3 separate regions of the Mus musculus genome follow, and all the other regions are linked to region 2. Evidence: chromatin contacts called from public ChIA-PET and HiChIP or PLAC-seq data. All regions are on one chromosome and are shown on one strand. Each heading gives the region's core, a stretch centred on a gene start, on an enhancer-like site or on the middle of the called end of the contact. The rest is flanking DNA. Distances are from core to core; before and after follow the strand shown.

Evidence for each region. ChIA-PET counts read pairs in DNA pulled down with a chosen protein or histone mark. HiChIP or PLAC-seq counts read pairs in DNA pulled down with a chosen protein or histone mark.
Region 1: a FOXA1 HiChIP or PLAC-seq map of pancreatic cancer cells shows a contact between it and region 2. The contact joins the enhancer-like site here to the promoter of Rab33b in region 2. A contact is called at or near these places in 1 of 39 promoter capture datasets (liver) and 4 of 115 datasets of contacts at active chromatin or transcription factors (bone marrow-derived macrophages, embryonic stem cells, pancreatic cancer cells and 1 more).
Region 3: an RNA polymerase II ChIA-PET map of memory CD8 T cells shows a contact between it and region 2, with 64 read pairs. The contact joins the enhancer-like site here to the promoter of Rab33b in region 2. A contact is called at or near these places in 7 of 115 datasets of contacts at active chromatin or transcription factors (bone marrow-derived macrophages, effector CD8 T cells, embryonic stem cells and 2 more).

What each region holds. Positions count from the first base shown.
Region 1 is chr3:51,964,656-51,967,922 of GRCm38.p6, reverse strand. The region is part of intron 1 of Maml3 (mastermind like transcriptional coactivator 3); the gene reads left to right. Among named protein-coding and RNA genes, the nearest start is that of Maml3, 140 kb to the left of the region's middle. Within about 2 kb of position 1,867, at least 54 of the 459 cell types and tissues checked have an H3K27ac peak or open chromatin away from gene starts, as enhancers often do. A contact at or near this core is called in pancreatic cancer cells, where this site is marked.
Region 2 is chr3:51,481,889-51,485,431 of GRCm38.p6, reverse strand. It overlaps Rab33b (RAB33B, member RAS oncogene family), which reads right to left and starts at 1,466. Exons shown (of 2, transcript NM_016858.2): 1 at 852-1,466. The coding sequence starts at 1,100.
Region 3 is chr3:51,743,691-51,747,166 of GRCm38.p6, reverse strand. The region is part of intron 2 of Maml3 (mastermind like transcriptional coactivator 3); the gene reads left to right. Among named protein-coding and RNA genes, the nearest start is that of Gm46803, 38 kb to the right of the region's middle. Within about 2 kb of position 1,871, at least 106 of the 459 cell types and tissues checked have an H3K27ac peak or open chromatin away from gene starts, as enhancers often do. A contact at or near this core is called in bone marrow-derived macrophages, effector CD8 T cells and memory CD8 T cells, where this site is marked.

The DNA.
Region 1 (3,267 bases), core at 618-3,117, 480 kb before region 2:
CATTTAATACAGAAGAAGCCCCGGTGATAGTTCCCTTGGTTCTACGCTTGCCATCCAAGCACTGCAGGGAGCTCTCCACCCTTGTAAAAAGCCAGGTGTGGTGGCACAGGTCTGTAACCCCAGTGCCTGGGAGGCAGAGACAGAAGGGTCCATCCAGGGTCACAGGATGGGTTACCACTGAGGGACAATGTGTTGTTTTTTGGCTTTTCCATGTGCACGTGCATACATGTAAACGCACATGTACGTACATGTGCAAGATGGCCGAGAAGTCCAAAGACGCAGTTCCAGAACAGTGGTCATTTTCTCCTTCTAGATAGCTTACATGGCCTTCCCTGAAATAATTATATAAGCTAACAGTTCCTATCCTCGCTTTGCTGTGCGTTTCAAACCCCTTATTATTTCAGCTACTAGGAACTGGCATTAGATGAGTACCAGGAAGCAACGGCCGTAATGATCAGGATTTCTAAGAAGGACCCGCCTGTTCTATTTCCACTTAGGTTTTTCTGCTTTTTAATGAGTACAGATTATTTTCTTCAAGTTGATGATGGCAGGATTTCAGCTGCAGCCAGCTCTTCAAACTCTTAATCCTATGTCCTCTTCTTAGCCCTTGTTCTTCGGTGTCTTACTTTTCTCTGTGTGCAAATTGGTGCCTACGGCAACTTATGAGCAAGGATGCTTCAGCAAAATGCAGACAAGGGTCCTTCTATGTTTTCTGTGTGTGCCCCAACCCTGTGTGGGACCACGCTCTGTCTCACAGTATCTGTGACCTCACATCGATCATTTCGAAGCTGTCACTTGCCTCTCTCCCAGTTGCATCAGTTTCCCCTCACTGTGACAAAACACCTGGGGTCATTGCCAATTAAAGAAGAAATGGTTTGAATCCACAGTTACTAAGGATTCAGTCCATGATCAGGCCCCACTGTCTTTGGGCCTATGACAAAGCAGTATTCCAGGTTGGAGAAAATATGTTAAAAAGAAAATATCTTACCTTGTGGTCACTAGAAAGTGAAAGAGAGACCCTAGGAAGGGCCAGGGTCCCAGAGACCCAGGGTTCCAGGGACCTCCAAGGATATTCCTCCAATGACTTAACTCTTTTTTAAAAAACAAAAACAAATGTCCTACTACCAATGGAGCCTTCAACACATGAGCTTCTGTGCCAGGAGTTGGGGGATCGAAGCACCCATTTTACCACTTTCATCAAGGGTTCAATTTCTCAGTGGTAACTAAGTTGATATTCCCTGGCATATGGGTCTCTTGGGAAGATTAGGTATGTTGATAAATACAGGTCTCTCAGCATAGTGCCCGGCTAAGGGTAGGTCCATGGGAGTGACTACTAAAGTCCTGTGGTATTATTATTTTCTGTTTTGTTATTTTAATTTGGCAGAAGATGGGACTCTGATTTGCATTGGTCGACACTAGGTTCACCATTGTTTGACCTTTTCAAGGCTAACAGAAGTGCCCCAGTTGAATGAGATAGCATCCCAACAGTCCTTTTACTGCCTGACCACGTATCTTGAAATGTCCCTAGGTGACTTCTTGTTTACTCATGCAGCCAGGAGAGGGATCTGTCCCCTCTGCTCATGGCACCTTAGAACTAGTGCCAAGGTAGAAGAATACTTTTCAGCATCTCGTTTGTTGTAATAAAAAGAGTCAGCTTATTCCAGAAAGTCCACTTCGACCTAGAAAACCTTCGCACAGACATTCTGCCGTAACCTTTGAGCAAATGATGGGTGTCCACAGCCTAAAACTGAAGATCAGGGGCATGTGATGTGTTTACTCACCTGGTGCTTTCAAACTGGCCGCTGTCTCCCACAGCAATCTTGAGGTTGAGTTATGCCACAGGGCTATGTCTTGTCATTACTGGGAGCTGACTGATGATTCAGACTGTACGGGGGAGTGACAGGGCCCATGCTCCCTCCTGTTTGCAGAGCTTGAAAGCGAGTAAACTTGAACTGCGTTTTACTTCAGCCCGACTCCCATGCAGGGCCCTCATCTTCTTCAGTCCTACTCAATAGGAGCCCACCTCCCTACAGATGTTTCTGCTGCTCAGTATCCAGGTTCAGCTCCAGGCTGGGGGTTTTTCTGCTTTCTCTTTCTAACCTCCTTTGGGAGGCAGAAGGGTGGGTGAAATGTACTCATGCTGCATCTCTCCAGTTAGAGAAGATGTTTCCTTTGTTGTCTGACTACACTGAAGTATTTTTCCAATCTGTTGTTATTGAAAAGAGCAACCCCCTTCTCCTGACACCCTTCCCTCAGCTGTAGGGTAGTGGTTTTTCTGTAAACAGAGCGAGGCCACAGGAGCTGTCTCAGTGCTGGCTCTAGCTCCTGCAGCCTGGTGTGTCTGCTAAGCATGATTTCATTCCTCCTTTCTTACAGTTTACTTTTAAAACCTCGGTTCTCCTGAGTTGATTTTTTTCCCCTCTCCTCTGAGTGTTTTCTAGGTTAAGGAAGATTTTATGCACATTGTTTGTCAAATCCTCAATCTCTTGTCTGTCAAGTATGATTGGGAATCCTGGGGGTATTAACCTGTTTTCCTGTGTGTGTCTGTGTGTGTCTCTTCTCTTTTCTCTTTCTCTTCCTCTTCTTCTTCCTCCTCCTTCTCCCTCCCCGTGTGTGTGTGTGTGTGTGTGTGTGTGTGTGTGTGTGTGTGTGTAACTTTAACAGGCCTCCCCCCACCTGGTTATCTTTGAAATTAAGCAGGAAACAGCAAGGGACTCTCCACTGTGAGGAGCCTCTGGCCTCCGCAGGGAGCACCTCCACTCACCACCTTCCTTTTTCATGTAGGACTTTGGACAGGCTCTTTGGTCCCCGTAATCATTTGTTTTACTTCACAAGACATTCTAAACTCTTAAAGAACCTAAAACCATTCTGTTCTGTTTGCTAATTCTTAACTCAGTAGGTAGAAAGACATCTGGAGCTGCAGAATAGAGCCACGGGGAAGGAGGGGCTTATGTCTTTGTTACCATTTTCATCTCTCTCTCTCTCACACACTCAGACACACACATACAAACATATACATACACATACATACACAGAGACACATATACACATAGACATACAACATACACACAGACATACAGACACATGCATACATACATACACACAGACATACAAACATACACAGACAGACATACACACAGACATACAAAACATACATACACACACAGACACATAGACACATACACACACAGATATACAGACACACAAACATATACACAGAGACATACAGACACACATACATATAGACAGACACACAAACATACACAC
Region 2 (3,543 bases), core at 217-2,716:
TCTCAGTAGCTACCTGGGAGAGGGTCTGTTTTTGCAACAAGAGATATGATGTTGGCAAACCACCTAAGAACCATCACATATAAATGCCTCAATGAGAAAACAGATTTTTTTCCCCCTAGATAAATTGGTTATCATACAGAAAACGCCTCAAAGGCAACAGGTTTTACTCCCACAATACTTAGCATCTGTGCAATGCTCAAAAGAATTCCTAGATATAACGGAGGTTTTGTTGTTGTTGTTGTTGTTGTTGTTGTTAAATTGGGGTGTTTGAGGTTTGTTTGGTTGAGACAGGGTTTCTCTGTGTATTCTGTCTATCCAGGAGAGCCCTGTCTATCCTGGAACTAATTAGACCACGCTGATCTCAAACACAGAGATCCTGGTCTCTGTGAGAGTGCTGAGATTTAAGAAGTGTTCCCCCAGGCCCGACTTATAACGGAATTTTCTATGCTTGAAAAATTTCTGAGTTTCTTCCGGTTATACCCCACCACCACCACCACCCAGATTCCCAGCCCAAAACTCTCACTCAAGCAATGGGGGTGGGAGTGGGGGGGTGACCGCCCCCTACACCTCTGTCACTCAAAGTGTGGTCGGTCCACAGACTCATTGCATGTGCGTTATAGGGGAGCTTATCAAATCAGAACGTGCTTTTTTGAAAAACAAGAAGTCCCAGGTAAACCTGATGTACATTAGAGGTGGAGGAACAATGCCTCAGAAGTTTGATAGATACAAACACACTTTCCCACGCCATGGGGCGCACCGCACACTCCTGCCCAGACCCAGGGTGAGGTCCCGACACCTGCCAAGAAGGAGCGGCACTCCGCTGAGACAGCGTCCCCGCCCCACCGGCTCACCTTGATGCGCTCTCCATCAATATCCACGGCTCGCTCTCGGAAGTCCACCCCGATCGTGGCCTCGGTGCGGTCGGGGAAGCGGCCGGCGCAGAAGCGGTAAGTCAGGCACGTCTTGCCCACGTTCGAGTCGCCGATCACTATGATCTTGAAGATGCGGGAGCGGGCGGGAGGCAAACACCCAGACGCCCCTGACACCGCACAGCTGGACGAGAAGCTGACCTCCAGCGACGACTCCATCTCCGAAGTCATCCTCCCGCCCCGCCCCGAGCTGAGCCGGAGCACAGAAGCCGCGGGAATGACGCCACGCCAGCGACAGCGCTCCCTAGCAGTGACAAACGACGCCCAACTCCCCACAGCCCGCGGGCACCGCGGCGCGCGTGCGCGAGCAGCCCCTGCCCACCCAGGTGTGGCGCCCCGCTAAGGCCCCGGCGCACGCGCAGTAGGCCTCCGCCAGTCGGTGCGGTGTACCTGGAAAGATGCGTCGGCGCTCCCTGGCTGGACTGCGGCTCAGAAGGTCCGCCCGAGGGACCTCTATGTGCCGCGCTCCAGCCTTCTGACCGCCTCGCCACGTCCGAGGTTCCCGAGCTCTGGAGGAAGCTGCGCAGCCCCCGGGGGCGGGGAGAGAGAGAGAGACAGCGGAGAGGAAGGAGGCGCGGCCCGGCTGTGGTCTCGCGAGAGGCGGCGGCGCAGTGGCGTCGTGGCCGCCTGGTCGCAGCCGGGGTTGGGGCTTGGAGTTGGGCTCTGAGCATCCCCTGTGCTCACCGCTTCCTCCGGGCCTCCGTGGAGCGGGGCGGAACGGCGTGGGCAGGAGGGTGAGAGGCTACTCAGCTCCTGAACCTGATCTTGGCCGTAGAGACTCTCCTCTACCTCTGCCTTCCCGGTGCTGCAATGAAAAGTGTACACTACCACGACCCGCTCAGTTTGTTTTGTAAAAGAGACAAATTGTTTTCGGCTGGTTTGAGCAACACAAGTCTTAAATCTCTGTGATTCTCTTCAACTCCATAGAGTTCCAGGACAGCCAGGTCTCCTTGAGGCAGGATCTCTCAGTCAAACCCAGAGCTCATTCCATAGAGCTAGTCTTGGTAGCTAACTTGCTCTGGGGATTCTGTCTCCATCTTCCAAGGTAGGAATTACAGGAGGTCTTCCATGCCTGCTCAGCATTGCCTTGGGTTCTGGGGATCCAAATTTAGAACCATCTCCTTATTCCCTTCTTTCCTATCCAGCCCCCCCCCCCCAGGATTTTCATATTGTAGCTAAAGCTGGCCTAGAACCTCACTGTGTATCCAGGCTGGCTCTGATTTTTGTGGGAATCCTGTCTTAGTCTCCTGAATACTAGGGTTACAGGTGTGAGACTATGCCTGGCTGAATGTTACCATTGGTTTAAAATTAAAAATAAGTACCACTTAAGCTGAATGTAATACCACATGCCTATAATCCCAGTACTGAGAAGGCTGGAACAGTATGTTAGTGGTTACATGGAGACGTTTTGGAGTCAACTCTGAAGGATCTGACATGTTAACTTTGTAAGTCAACAAGTTCCAGTGCCAGTTGATGAACTGTCAATGAAACTCCTAGGTGAGAAAGAAAAGGCACCTTCTCAGAGAGGCAGAGTATACCCCATTCCCCAAGTGATGCCATGAGGCCAAGGTGATGTCTGTCCGATGTAAGTGGTAGCATTACAGGAAATGCTCTGCAGGAAACGGGTATTTCATAAATGGTCTCTGAATCTGTCCAGCTTCATCCAGAAGAGTGATGGTGCCTTTTCTCATCCTGGAGACCAAACAAGACTCCCCCTAGAACAAGAAGAAAAAAATATTTTTTATCACGCAAAAAACGATTGCTATACAAATATCCCTAGAAAAGAGCCCAGGAAGAAAGCTGTTGATCACTTTGCCTGAATTTACAGACATGAGACAAATGAGAATTAACCTCCATTAAATGGTTAATAGTTCATGAGATAATTTCACCATCTGTGTGCAGTGTTGGCAGCATTTTTCCTAGGAGGACTGAGATTTCCCGCATTCTTTGAATGCTTAGTAATTGGGCTTACATCCTGGGCATTTTAAACATTTCATTTTGAGACTTGGGTCCTATTGAAGTTCCATTGAAAATGTAGAACTGCATGATATAATAGTACATGCTGAGGCAGGAGGATAATCATGATTCAAGTTCAGCCTGGCTGCTGCCATGATGATCATGGACTAACCCTCTGAAAATGTAAGCAAGCCCCCAATTAAATGCTTTATTTTCTAAGTTGTCTTGGTCATGGTGTTTCGCTATAGCAATAGAAGAATAACTAAGACAGAGGCCTTCTTTCTCTCCCACTAAGGAAAAATGCTTATATTTAACACAATGAACATTCTTTCACTTGAGTGGAAATGAGTGGACATGGATGCTTGAATAGACTCTCTAAATCTCGTCAGTGCATAGCACTTCTGTAAAGCAACTCTGTGTGCTCTCAGGAAACACCTGGCCCTTGGGCTTTTTCTGCCTCCATGGGAGACCCGAGGCATGAAGAAGTGATACAAGGAACTGTACTGTTTATAAACATTTTGGTGTTGCACTGTGGGACATTGTGGTTGGGCCCTGGTTACTCCTTCCAGAAATAAGACTCAGACTCAAAATATATCTGCAAATATCTTGGCCATATAGCTAGGTTCTTCTCTGATTAGATATAAATTAAAATATCCCG
Region 3 (3,476 bases), core at 622-3,121, 260 kb before region 2:
GTCAAGAGATTTTGCCCAGTTTTCATCTAGAGGCAGTGTCACCGTGAATGGAATAGCTGGTGTCAAAACAAGTGCCCTGTGTCCCATGTTCCAGCCGGGAAGTAGGCTTAGTTTGTGGTCAGTGGCCTGAAAGTAAAGCCACACTTCAATGCACTGTGTGAAGCCGGAGTCTCGCTGCTTCGTCCCCCATTTGCCTACCTAGGAAATTAGGGCAATAATTAATCCTGCCTAATGCAGGAGAACAAATGGGGCCAGTGGAGAGAAAAAGAGCCATGATGGGTGTGCAGTGCAGATGATGTGCAGAAAATCGCTCTGGGACCATTGAAAGGAAGCGCCTGCCGTAAAACCAGTCCAGCCACAGCACCGGGATTTTGAGGCTCGCCAAAATTAAACTGTATGAAGTTTACCAAATGTAACAGTATGACCCTGCCTTTCAAAATGTACGGCTCCCCTGTTTTGTGTCTGTTGGTCAGCAGATAGACTCTCCTGCTCATGTGCTTCCGCTAAAAGATCAGCAACCAGGCTGTGCCTCTCGAAACTGCGATCCCAGCCCAAATAGGAAAAGGTGGTTACATTGTTACACGTCACAGAATGTTTCTGGGGTTGCCTCGGCAACTGCCCCTCATAATTTGTTTTTACTATTGAGGTGTAACATCTTGAGGGTCGTTAAGTAAATGAAGAATTTAAAAACTAGATTGGAGGTGCATATCTTTAATCCCTTTAGAAGATGAGGCAGCCTTCTTAGAAGTGGGAACAAAACACCCTTGGAAGGAGTTACAGAGACAAAGTTTGGAGCTGAGATGAAAGGATGGACCATGTAGAGACTGCCATATCCAGGGATCCATCCCATAATCAGCTTCCAAACGCTGACACCATTGCATACACTAGCAAGATTTTGCTGAAAGGACCCAGATATAGCTGTCTCTTGTGAGACTATCCTGGGGCCTAGCAAACACAGAAGTGGATGCTCACAGTCAGCTATTGGATGGATCACAGGGCCCCCAATGGAGGAACTAGAGAAAGCACCCAAGGAACTAAAGGGAACTGCAACCCTGTAGGTGGAACAACAATATGAACTAACCAGTACCCCAGAGCTCTTGATTCTAGCTGCATATGTATTAAAAGATGGCCTAGTCGGCCATCTTTTAATACATCACTTTTTTAATACATCACTGGAAAGAGAGACTTGCAAACTTTATATGCCCCAGTACAGGGGAACGCCAGGGCCAAAAAGTGGGAGTGGGTGGATAGGGGAGTGGGGGGTGGGTATGGGGGACTTTTGGGATAGCATTGGAAATGTAAATGAGGAAAATACCTAATAAAAATTTTTTAAAAAAAGAAGATGAGGCAGGAGGATCACAAGTTGACACTAGGCTGGGCTACATAGCAAGACCTTGTCCCAAAAGTGAAAAAAAGAAAAAACAAAAAAAACAAAAAAAAAAAAACAGGAATTCGTAGTACCTGTCACAAGCAGCATCCAGAGAGCGATGCACTTGGGACTCCAGCCAGTTCATTGGCTGGAATGACAGTTTGGAAGACTGAGCATCCTAAAAGGGTAAAGCAAAGACTTTGATGGCTATCCTGAGCAGGGGAAGGTTATCACAGCCTCTGTAGTTCTTGGTCCTCAAAACACCTGCGTAGTCACATACAGATGATAAAAAACAAGTTTGTTACAACTGCGCGTAGCAGTGGGAGGGGCTCATACAAGGTAAACACCCTCTGGTCTCTTGTTGCTGGGTTGAAGACACACATGGCTCAATGTTTCTAAAGGGAAATACAAGGTGGACACTTTGTCTCGGGTTTCAGGGTGTTTGCACCACAGCCCGGGTGGCAATATTTGTGTTTCCCTGCGGTCTAGGAAGATACCGGATGCTAGAGACTGGCCACATTCTAGCAGAGTCAGTTAGCACTTTTACCACAAAGGTTATCGTGACCTCAGAATCAGGGGACAAAGAAGGGCTTCTTGGTACCAGTTTGGTTTTCTGAATTGCAGTTGTCTGTTAGAACATTCTGGGAAGTGAGGACTGATGTGTTGTCATATAGCCCAACACAGAAGTCATTAGCCGCATATAGCTAAGAACACTTGGAAAGTGGCTGCAGTAGCAGCTTTTTTTTTTTTTAAGACCAAAGAGAAAATTTCAATTATATGTATACATGGGGGTGGGTATGGGCATCCCATAGGTGTCTGGGGAGGCCAGAAGTGTTAGCTAGCTCCCCTGGAGCCAGAGCTGTAGGACATTTGGGGGTCACTAGGCATGGGTGCTGCGAACCAACTGCAGGTCCCCCAACCAAGCATTATATGTTTTTAGCCACTGAGACTTCTCTCCAGCCCTTGGGTTTTTAAGATTAAATGATTAACTTAGTGGACAGCGGGGCTCGGATTTTTGTTCCCTCTTGAGAAACAGGATAGGCAAAATGGCTGCACTTGAGGCGATGCAGAGACGCTAAGAATGTACAGAGCCCAGGAGCTGGCAGAAAGCAGCACTCACACAAACAGCAGATGACTTGTGCCCTCCAAGATAAGGAAGATGGATCTGTGACAGACAGGCTTCCTTTTCCTGTCACCTCCCCGCCTCCACACACTCTAACTGCTGCAAGTGGAGAACTGGGTCTACACAGTCAAGCCTGGTTACCGTCAAGCTCAATTTACCATGACTTTTATTTTCCAATAAGCAATCTGGCCAGCTGTGGCTAGAAATGAAATCACCAAAGTGCCAGCCCCCTCCTCCCCCCACTCTGGTTATTGATTTATAAAGAACCTCTTCCATGTTCCAGGCTGTCATCATCACCAACAGTCACATGTAATGCCAGCAAATCCCATGGCATGGACAGAGTCCACAATTTATTTCTTTCAACAGGCAATAAATATTACCTTGTATTCCTAGATTTAAAATAAGTTTATTGCTTTTTTTTAGAAACAATCTTAAATGTAAAAGAGAGATTTAAAAACAACAGCTAACATTGTGACCACTAACTAGGGTTTTAAGAGCAAAGATCACAAATTAATTTTTTAATGAAATTTCTGAATGTACAAACATTGTTTTCGATTTCGTTGGCAGCTCTAGTAAGACCATTCTAAGAAGTCTATATGTCAGGAAAGCATCAATGTTTATAGAACCCTCAAAGACTGCCCTTGAGCTCTGTACAGAAATTAGGGTCCAGAATGACTCAGAAGACTCTGGCCATGCTGGAAAGGTCTTGGCTGACTGACTGGGGCCTTGGTAAACTGTTGCATGCAGAATGTCTATTCCTATCTTGATTCAAAGTAGGCTCTCTACCGCCAAAATCAGGACTGCTCACAGCCTTTCTAAGAAACTAGAACTACAAGGGCCTTTTAAATGTCCCGGGGAGGGCAGGGTGTAAGACAAGGAAAGGTGTCCCAGCTTCAGGAAGAGTGAGACGCAGCCTAGCCTCTTGGGTCCTTTATGAAGAAGGACAATGGGAGCCGCAGTTTATCCTGATGGGTAGGTAATACA